Regions from separate parts of the Ovis aries genome. Here region 2 is linked to region 1. The links are chromatin contacts, called in public Hi-C maps. All regions are on one chromosome and are shown on one strand. The core of a region is the stretch at or near the end of the contact, and the rest is flanking DNA. Distances in the headings are between cores, read along the strand shown. Region 1 overlaps STIM1 (stromal interaction molecule 1). Region 2 holds the start of STIM1 (stromal interaction molecule 1).

What was found. A called contact is a pair of places that touch in the nucleus more often than the background predicts.
Region 2: a Hi-C map of liver shows a contact between it and region 1, with 2.7 times the contacts expected there. The contact joins the promoter of STIM1 here to the enhancer-like site in region 1. A contact is called at or near these places in 5 of 16 Hi-C or Micro-C datasets (blood, liver, muscle and 1 more).

Annotation. Positions count from the first base shown.
Region 1 is chr15:49,939,990-49,943,534 of ARS-UI_Ramb_v3.0, reverse strand. All of the region lies in intron 1 of STIM1 (stromal interaction molecule 1), which reads left to right. Among named protein-coding and RNA genes, the nearest start is that of STIM1, 43 kb to the left of the region's middle. Within about 2 kb of position 1,589, at least 20 of the 54 cell types and tissues checked have an H3K27ac peak or open chromatin away from gene starts, as enhancers often do. A contact at or near this core is called in liver and muscle, where this site is marked.
Region 2 is chr15:49,982,645-49,986,651 of ARS-UI_Ramb_v3.0, reverse strand. STIM1 (stromal interaction molecule 1) reads left to right here and starts at 2,053. Exons shown (of 13, transcript XM_060399990.1): 1 at 2,053-2,786. The coding sequence starts at 2,654.

The DNA.
Region 1 (3,545 bases), core at 340-2,839:
TTTACCTTACCAGCAGAGACATTACTTTACCAACAAAGGTCTATCTAGTCAAAGCTATGGTTTTTCCAGTGGTCATGTATGGATGTGAGAGTTGGACTGTGAAGAAATCTGAGCGCTGAAGAATTGATGCTTTTGAACTGTGGTGTTGGAGAAGACTCTTGAGAGTCCCTTGAACTGCAAGGAGATCCAACCAGTCCATTCTAAAGGAGATCAGTCCTGGGTGTTCATTGGAAGGACTGATGCTGAAGCTGAAACTCCAGTACTTTGGCCACCTCATGCGAAGAGTTGACTCATTGGAAAAGACCCTGATGCTGGGGAGAGATTGGGGGCAGGAGGAGAAGGGGACGACAGAGGATGAGATGGCTGGATGGCATCACTGACTCGATGGACATGAGTTTGGGTAAACTTCAGGAATTGGTGATGGACAGGAAGGCCTGTGCTGCAATTCATGGGGTCACAAATAGTCAGACATGACTGAGCGACTAAACTGAACTGATGTTTACTGCCTAGAGCCATTACTTCATTAGATACCTAATTAGAGGTAGATATTGAAACCTCTAATTGAGTTTAATTTGAACTGCATTTGAAAAATGCATTGTTTGAAACAATGTTTAAACTTTGTTTAAAAATAGTTTGAAGACTATCTGTAGTTGTTCTCTAAAAGCACCAGTTAGGACAGGAACCAGGAACTATGAAATGAGGACAGTGACTGTAACTAATTTGTTAAGACTTTTTAAACTTCTTCACTTCCTCATGTGTATTGTTTTTGACCTATAGTCTTTCCCAACCCAACAGTTAAACCCTTAACAACAAAAAGGGTCTGTACATTTTAACTATTGAAGATTGAGATAAATGGAGTGACAGTTTAAACTGAGACCCTGGCTTGGGGTATAGGAAGCCTTAAGGGGCAGAGTGAGAGTTCTGCCTTAATGAGCAAAAAGTGAAAGTGTTAGTTGCTCATTTGTGTCCAACTCTTTGCAACCTCATGGACTGTAGCCCCCCAGGCTCCTCTGTCTATGGGATTCTCCAGGCAAGAATACTGGAGTGGGTTGCTATTTCCTTCTCCAGGGGATCTTGCCGACCCAGGGGTTGAACCTGGGTCTCCTGCATTGCAGGCAGATTCTTTACCATCTGAGTCACCAGGCAAAGGAAGCAATTAAGTTTCTGGGGCCTGTGAAGCCTGAGGAGCTTGCAAAACAGCCTTGGATGCATCTAAGATGAAATACTCCTAGCTGAGAATGGGAAGGCTGAACCCTTCATCCTTAGCTCTGTGCTCCACAGCATGAGAGGACTCCCTCATGTGTCCAGAGGGCCTGGCTGGCCAGGCCTCAGTTGTGTCACATCTGACATATTTCAGAGCCAGGGTCCTGGTAGCTGTGTTTAGGGCTGACTCTTAGGAATTCTAAACTGATAACCTCAGGACAGCCTAAGGGCTCCCTATTTTGGCTCTGTTCTAAGGAAGGCCAAGGGCAAAGAACCTCTTAGCAAAAACTATGGCTGATCCTTAGCTGGCAATACCTTGTCGCTCTGGCTAGGAGAAGAGCTTCTGTTAAGCACTTGGTGTTCTCTAGCCTTTGCAGAGGTCACCGGCAGACAAGGCAGGGGAGTAAGGCCTTAATTAGCTAGGGACTGCTGGAGCAAAGCCATTTGGCAGTGTCTTACCTCAGCTCCTCAGTGGGACTGGCTCCTTCCCCTAGTGACAGTGCAAATGTACTCTCCTTTTTTAGTTTTTGATCTCTGAGAGATCACTCTTCTTCTGTGAGCTTCAAGACATTTGGGTGCAGCGTGGTTCAAGGTTGATTAAAAGTTGGATAGATGGTATGACAAAAATTCCTTCCATCTGTGCAGGGCTTTTAAACCACTGAAGCACATTTTATTTCATTTGTTCCAGACCAATAGTTCTGTGCTTTGCAGATGAGAAAATTGAAGCCCAGAAAGGAGAAGTAACAAAGATTATAGCTAATTAGATTCTGGATTCCCAGACTAGTGTTCTTTCTACTGATATATGTAGGACAAGGAGAAAGGAGGAGGATGGTAAATGAAATTGAGTGACTTTTATTGATATGTGTGAGGTACTATATAAGGTACTTGGCTTAGTTTTCTCAGAAAGTTTTATGGTGAAAAATGTTACCACTCTGAATCCCAGAGTGGTTAAGTCACAGTTAAGATCATACAGCTAAGAAGGAGTGTGCCTGGATTCAGATCTGTTTGACCTTGAAGTATGTGTCTATCATTAAACTATATTCCTTGACAGTTGTTTATTCTAAAGGCATTACTGAGCTGCAAATGCAGTGCTGGGTATGAGGGATATAAGGAAGCTTCTGTTTTGCTAATCTCTGCCTTCATGGAACTCAGTTTGGTGATGCTCACTGCTCTGATAGAGGGGATGAGACAAAGGGGTAGATAGAAGGGTGGGGGCAGTGGGCACCGGAGGCCCCCTCATTTTTGGTGGGAGAGAAAGTTGTCAGGGAAGGCTTCCTGGAGAAGTTGGTACCTTAGTCTCGTGATGAAGGACATGGACCCTGGTGTTGGTCTGCGTGGGTCCCATCACTTGCTAGTAATACTTTGGGTAAGTTACTTAACCTCTCTCAGCTTACTTCCTCATCTCTAACTTGGAGATAATGTTATCCACCTCATAGGGCTGTTGTGGTGATTAAGGTGCGATAATCCATGTCAAACATTTAACAGATTGCCTGCCTGCAATGCAGAAGACCTAGGTTTGATCCCTGGGTTGGGAAGATCCCCTGGAGAAGGGAACAGCTACCCCCTCCAGTATTCTGGCCTGGAGAATACAGTCACAAAGAGTTGGACACGACTGAGCGACTTTCACTTTCACCTTCTGACACACAATAAACTGTCATTAATTGTCAGCCATTATAATTGTCATTGTCTAACGTGTGTTTTTCCCATCATCAACTTGTGGGGACAAATAAAACCAGGCTATCTTAGGACCTCTTATTGTCAATGAAGTGGGGCTTTATTTAGGTGATTTCAAAGATTTCTTTCAGGTCTAAAATTCTGTCAAAGTAAAAACTGCCTGGTTTGTTTCCTGAAGGGCAACAGGCAAGGAACTTTGTATCTGGCAACAACCTGACCTAGTTTGTACTCCCTAAAGCCATCTCTGGTTGGCCCCTGTAAGTGCTATGTGCCTGAAAAAGACCCTCTTATCTCTGCTGTCTTTTCATTGGATAGTCTGGAAGCTGGCCTCCTGTAGAAACTGGTCTTTCCCCCTAGAGCTGATGTCCTTCATCTCTAGACCAGCCAAGGTACCAACTTCTCTGGGAAGCCTTACCTAACAGCTTCCCCTGCCACAATGATTAGGGTCCCCCTGAGCTCCCATTACCCCCATCCTTCTCTCTATCCCTGTTTTCCTATTCCCTCCATCATAGTAGTGAGCATCACCAAGTTATGAGTTCCATGAAAGCAGAGATTGCTAAAGCTTATGCTTCCTTGTATCCCTTGTACCTAACATTTCACCTGAAGCTCAATAAAGATTTTTTAGAATGAACAACTGTCAAGAAATATAGTGTAATGATGGAAAGACA
Region 2 (4,007 bases), core at 804-3,303, 43 kb before region 1:
AGGTTTTGTGAGTACTTACTCCGTACAGGGCCTGTGATGGATGGCCATTTCCCAGAGATGAATAAAGCGCAGGCCCTAACCTCTGAAAAGTCATAATCCTGTGGGGTGGTGGAAGACAGATATGTGTATGGTCCAATTCTGAACTTGGTGGCTGAGTAGGAGTTTCTGAGGAGAAGATCTTAAACTGTATTTTTCAAAAAATGTATGTGTGTGTGTTTGTGAAGTTGCTCAGTCGTGTCGGACTCTTTGCGACCCCGTGGACTGAAGCCCACCAGGCTCCTCCGTGCATGGGATTCTCCAGGCAAGAATACTGGAGTGGGTTGCCGTTTCCTTCTCCATGTATATTTATTCATTTATTTGCCTGTGCTGGGTCTTGGATGCAGCAGGTGGGATCTTCCATTTTTGTCGCAGCACGCAGGATCTTTAAATTGCCGAATGTGAATCTAGTTCCCTCACCAGGGATCAAACCCAGGCCCCCTGCCTTGGGAGTGCAGAGTCTCAGCCGCTGGACCACCAGGGAAGTCCATTGAATTGTATCTGGAAGAATGAGAAGTCAGTCATGTGAGGAAGGGGGCCATGTTGATGGGAGGCCCTGGAGGGGAAGAGAGTGTTTTAGGTAGAAGCCACAGTAGCTAGGAGGCATGGGAGGTGGCTGAGATTCCATGTGCTTGAGGAACTTAAGACCAGTGTTACCGAAGTTCAATAAGAGAGTGGGAGGGTGGTAGTAGATGACGTCGGAGGTGTATTTTTATATTAACAGCCTAACTCTTAAGCCCGGCAGCTGTTGGGCAAATCCGTGTTCCCGATCTTCAGAGGGCTTGCTCAGAACAGGTAGCTGGCTTAGCACTGTCAGGGGAGGGCCGGTGCCAAGGACAGGGCAGGGCACAGAGCAGGTTTCAGTAAAGATCTGCTGACAGCACACTTGAGAAGAGAACAGGAAGTGCAGGCTCTGTTGAGGGAGGCCCAGACGCTTCTCCCTCTTTATAGGGGCACTCGTTCTCAAGTCGCTAACACCCTCAAGCCACACACAGAGCTGGGAGAGTGAGATGCAGGGAGGAACCTACACAGGCCCTACCCGCAGAAACCTCAGAGGGGAGGGGGTTGGGGGACGGGTAGGAAAATGGGCTGAGAGAGTTAAGGGAGGGCATCCTACTTAGCTTGGATTGGGGGGGGTAAATTAGGGGGGAAGGTCAGGAAGGCAGATATGGGGCCCTTTGGCCATTTAGGAATGTGTGGGGCCATTTTACCTATACTGGTTTGGACGCTTCGCTTTGTTTTCTGGCATCATTCCTTCTGAAAACACTAGCAGGCCCCAATGGGCCTCCCCCGGGGCGGGTCCTCGCTCTAATTCCCCAGCTCTCTGCAAAGGGGCAGGGCCTCCCAAGGAGCTCCGATCCCGGCCGCAGAACCTAGCTTTGCCCGCCAGGGGCCGCTGCACAGGGGTGACTAAGCGCGCGGGTTCCTAAGCTGCAGAGAGGCGGGAGCCGATTGGCTGCGGGGAGCGGCGAGAGGGGCGGAGCCTAGGATGCCGGCCGGGAGTAGGGGGCTGGGAACGCGCCCCCCGCTGAACCGGGCCGGGTCGTTGTCTCCTCGGGCAGTACCGGGCGGCAGTCGTAGTGTCCAGGCCCTCTGCCTTGCCCGGCTCTAGAGCTGAGGCGAGTGGGTCGGCACCGAGGCCCGGAGATCCGGGCCACTGTCATCATCGCCGCCGCCGCCGCAGGCCTGGGTTACCTGAGCGACTTGCGTGTCAGCGCCCGCCAGCCCGTCCGTTTGCGGGCGGTTAGCACGGGAGAGACTAGTGGGCGAAAGGGAAGCTTGGGACCCGACCCTTGGCTGGGGAGAGGGATCCTAGCGGAGACTAGCGCGGACCGGGAGAGCCCTCCGGGGTCTGCGGGCGCCGGGTGGCTGCCTACAACAGGTTATTCCGGGATAAACCCAGCGCTGGGGCGGGCCCGGGCTTCGCTGGGGGCCGGGCGGCGCTGGGCGGGCCTGCGGGAGAGCACGCCCCCGCCCGCCCCGGGCCCGCCCCGCGCCTCCCGCCCGCACGCCCGCGAGCCTCTATCCCGGGCCTGGCCCGTGCGCGTCCGCCTGCTGAACCTGGGCACCGCCGGCCGGGGCACGGGACTGGGCGGGATCGCTGACCTCGGCCTTGGAGGCCTGGGATCCCCGAGCCGCCCGCGCCCGCGGGGGCCTCGGAGTCGCACGCCCTCCCCGAACCTGCGCTGCTCGAGGATCCCCGGCGGGGCGAAGCCAGGTGCCCCCTTCTCCTCCTTTCTCTCCCTCCCCCACTCCGGTGCCCGCGAGAGGTCCCGCCCGCTCACCCCCTCCCCAAGGGGTGTAGCCGGCTGCGGAGCGGACAGCGGCTCCGCGGCCACCTTGTCCAAACTCTCCGGAAGCGGCTTGAGCTGACAGGGCACTCAGGCCGTCGCAGCTCCAGCGGACACACAGTTGGGCCGGAGACGCCGGCCTTCCTCCCGCTCCCAAACTTGGAGCACTTGACCTTTGGCTGTCGGAGGAGGCAGACTCGCGCGTGGCTGGACAGCTGCGGCACCTCGAGGGCATCTTGCCTGGGGTTCCAAGACCGGGCTCCGAACTTTGCCTCTGAGACCCTGAGGTGTCTCCATCAGGCGCATGTTGACTGAGACCTGGAGTCATGGATGTGTGCGCTCGTCTTGCCCTGTGGCTCGTTTGGGGGCTCCTCCTGCATCACGGCCAGAGCTTCAGCCAAAGCCACAGCGAGAAGGCGACCGGCTCGGGGGCCAATTCTGAGGAGTCCACTGCAGCAGGTAAGGCCTTACCACGGGCAAGAACTGAGTTGCCCAAGTGGGGAAGTTTGAACAGTCGGTTTCTACACTTGTGATTGATGGAGGACCCACTCATGGCACTGCCAGTTCTTAGGAGTCCAGGGAGTTCTTTCCGTTCAGGAGCTACTGCTGATGTCTTTGTGTCTTGAACAACTTTCTTCATCCCTCCTCAGGATGTCTTTTGTTGGCAGAGAAAGGCGGTTTGCTTCTGGCACACCTTGGCCTTTCAGATCAGCAAGTCAAGACCCTGTCTCAGGATTACTTGCCTGGAATAATGGCCTGGGCAGATGATAAGTCTATTGCTTTTGGCCAGTTTCAGCACTTGGCAGCAGAGGGGAGGTTGAGGCTACTTGGACTGGGCAGGGAAAGTCAGGACTGAGCCAGCTTTATTACTCTGTAAGTTAGTGTTGAGGTGTGCCTTGCTATTCCAGTGAGCGTGGGAACCCTATTTCCTCCCTGCCCTTAGGTAATCTGCTGTCTCCTAGCTGTGCCCATCTGAAATATCAAAGCAGTTCCTTAGATGGAGTGCTATTTACCACTAGGGAGTTAAATGGACTTTTCTTGACATAGGCATGATATAATTCCTGGGACCACTTGTTGACTTACTCTGTTTCTTCTGACTGATGATGGTAGGAGTTCTACGATATTTTTGATCTCTCCTGCTTTTTCCTGTGTACTCGTGGAGCCTTGTCAAAAAAGTAGGAGCCCTGGTGCTCTGTTGCAGAGAAAAAAAAAAAAAAAGCACCTTTAAAATTCAGTTGTTTTACACAAAGCTTAGAAGGAATCCATTTTTTTACCCTCATGTCTCTCACCCTGTCACTAGGATCTGCCCAAAGCAGTGGGCTGCAGAGTAAGGAGAATTTATAGCTGGGTTCTTCCTACGGGTGGGCAAGCTCAAGGGAGGGGTCGCCTGAGTGAACACCCATTGATACAAGGAGGAAAAGGAAGTGTCATGGTGGCCAGGAAGTTTCATGGATGGATTCTGGGGCTGACGTTGGTGGTAGACCCTTTCTTAGGTAATCCCCCTTTAAGTTCCTTGACTGGGCTGGATGTGATTATAGGTACCTCAAGGGTTGACTTACAAGTGAGGCCAGGAGTTGCCTTATATATAAGTATGGCACCTAGGATGTAGCTTTGAAGATAGGACCTCCTTGCATATTAATCCTGTTTCTCCACACATTGTCTCCTTGGCCCCTGAAACTA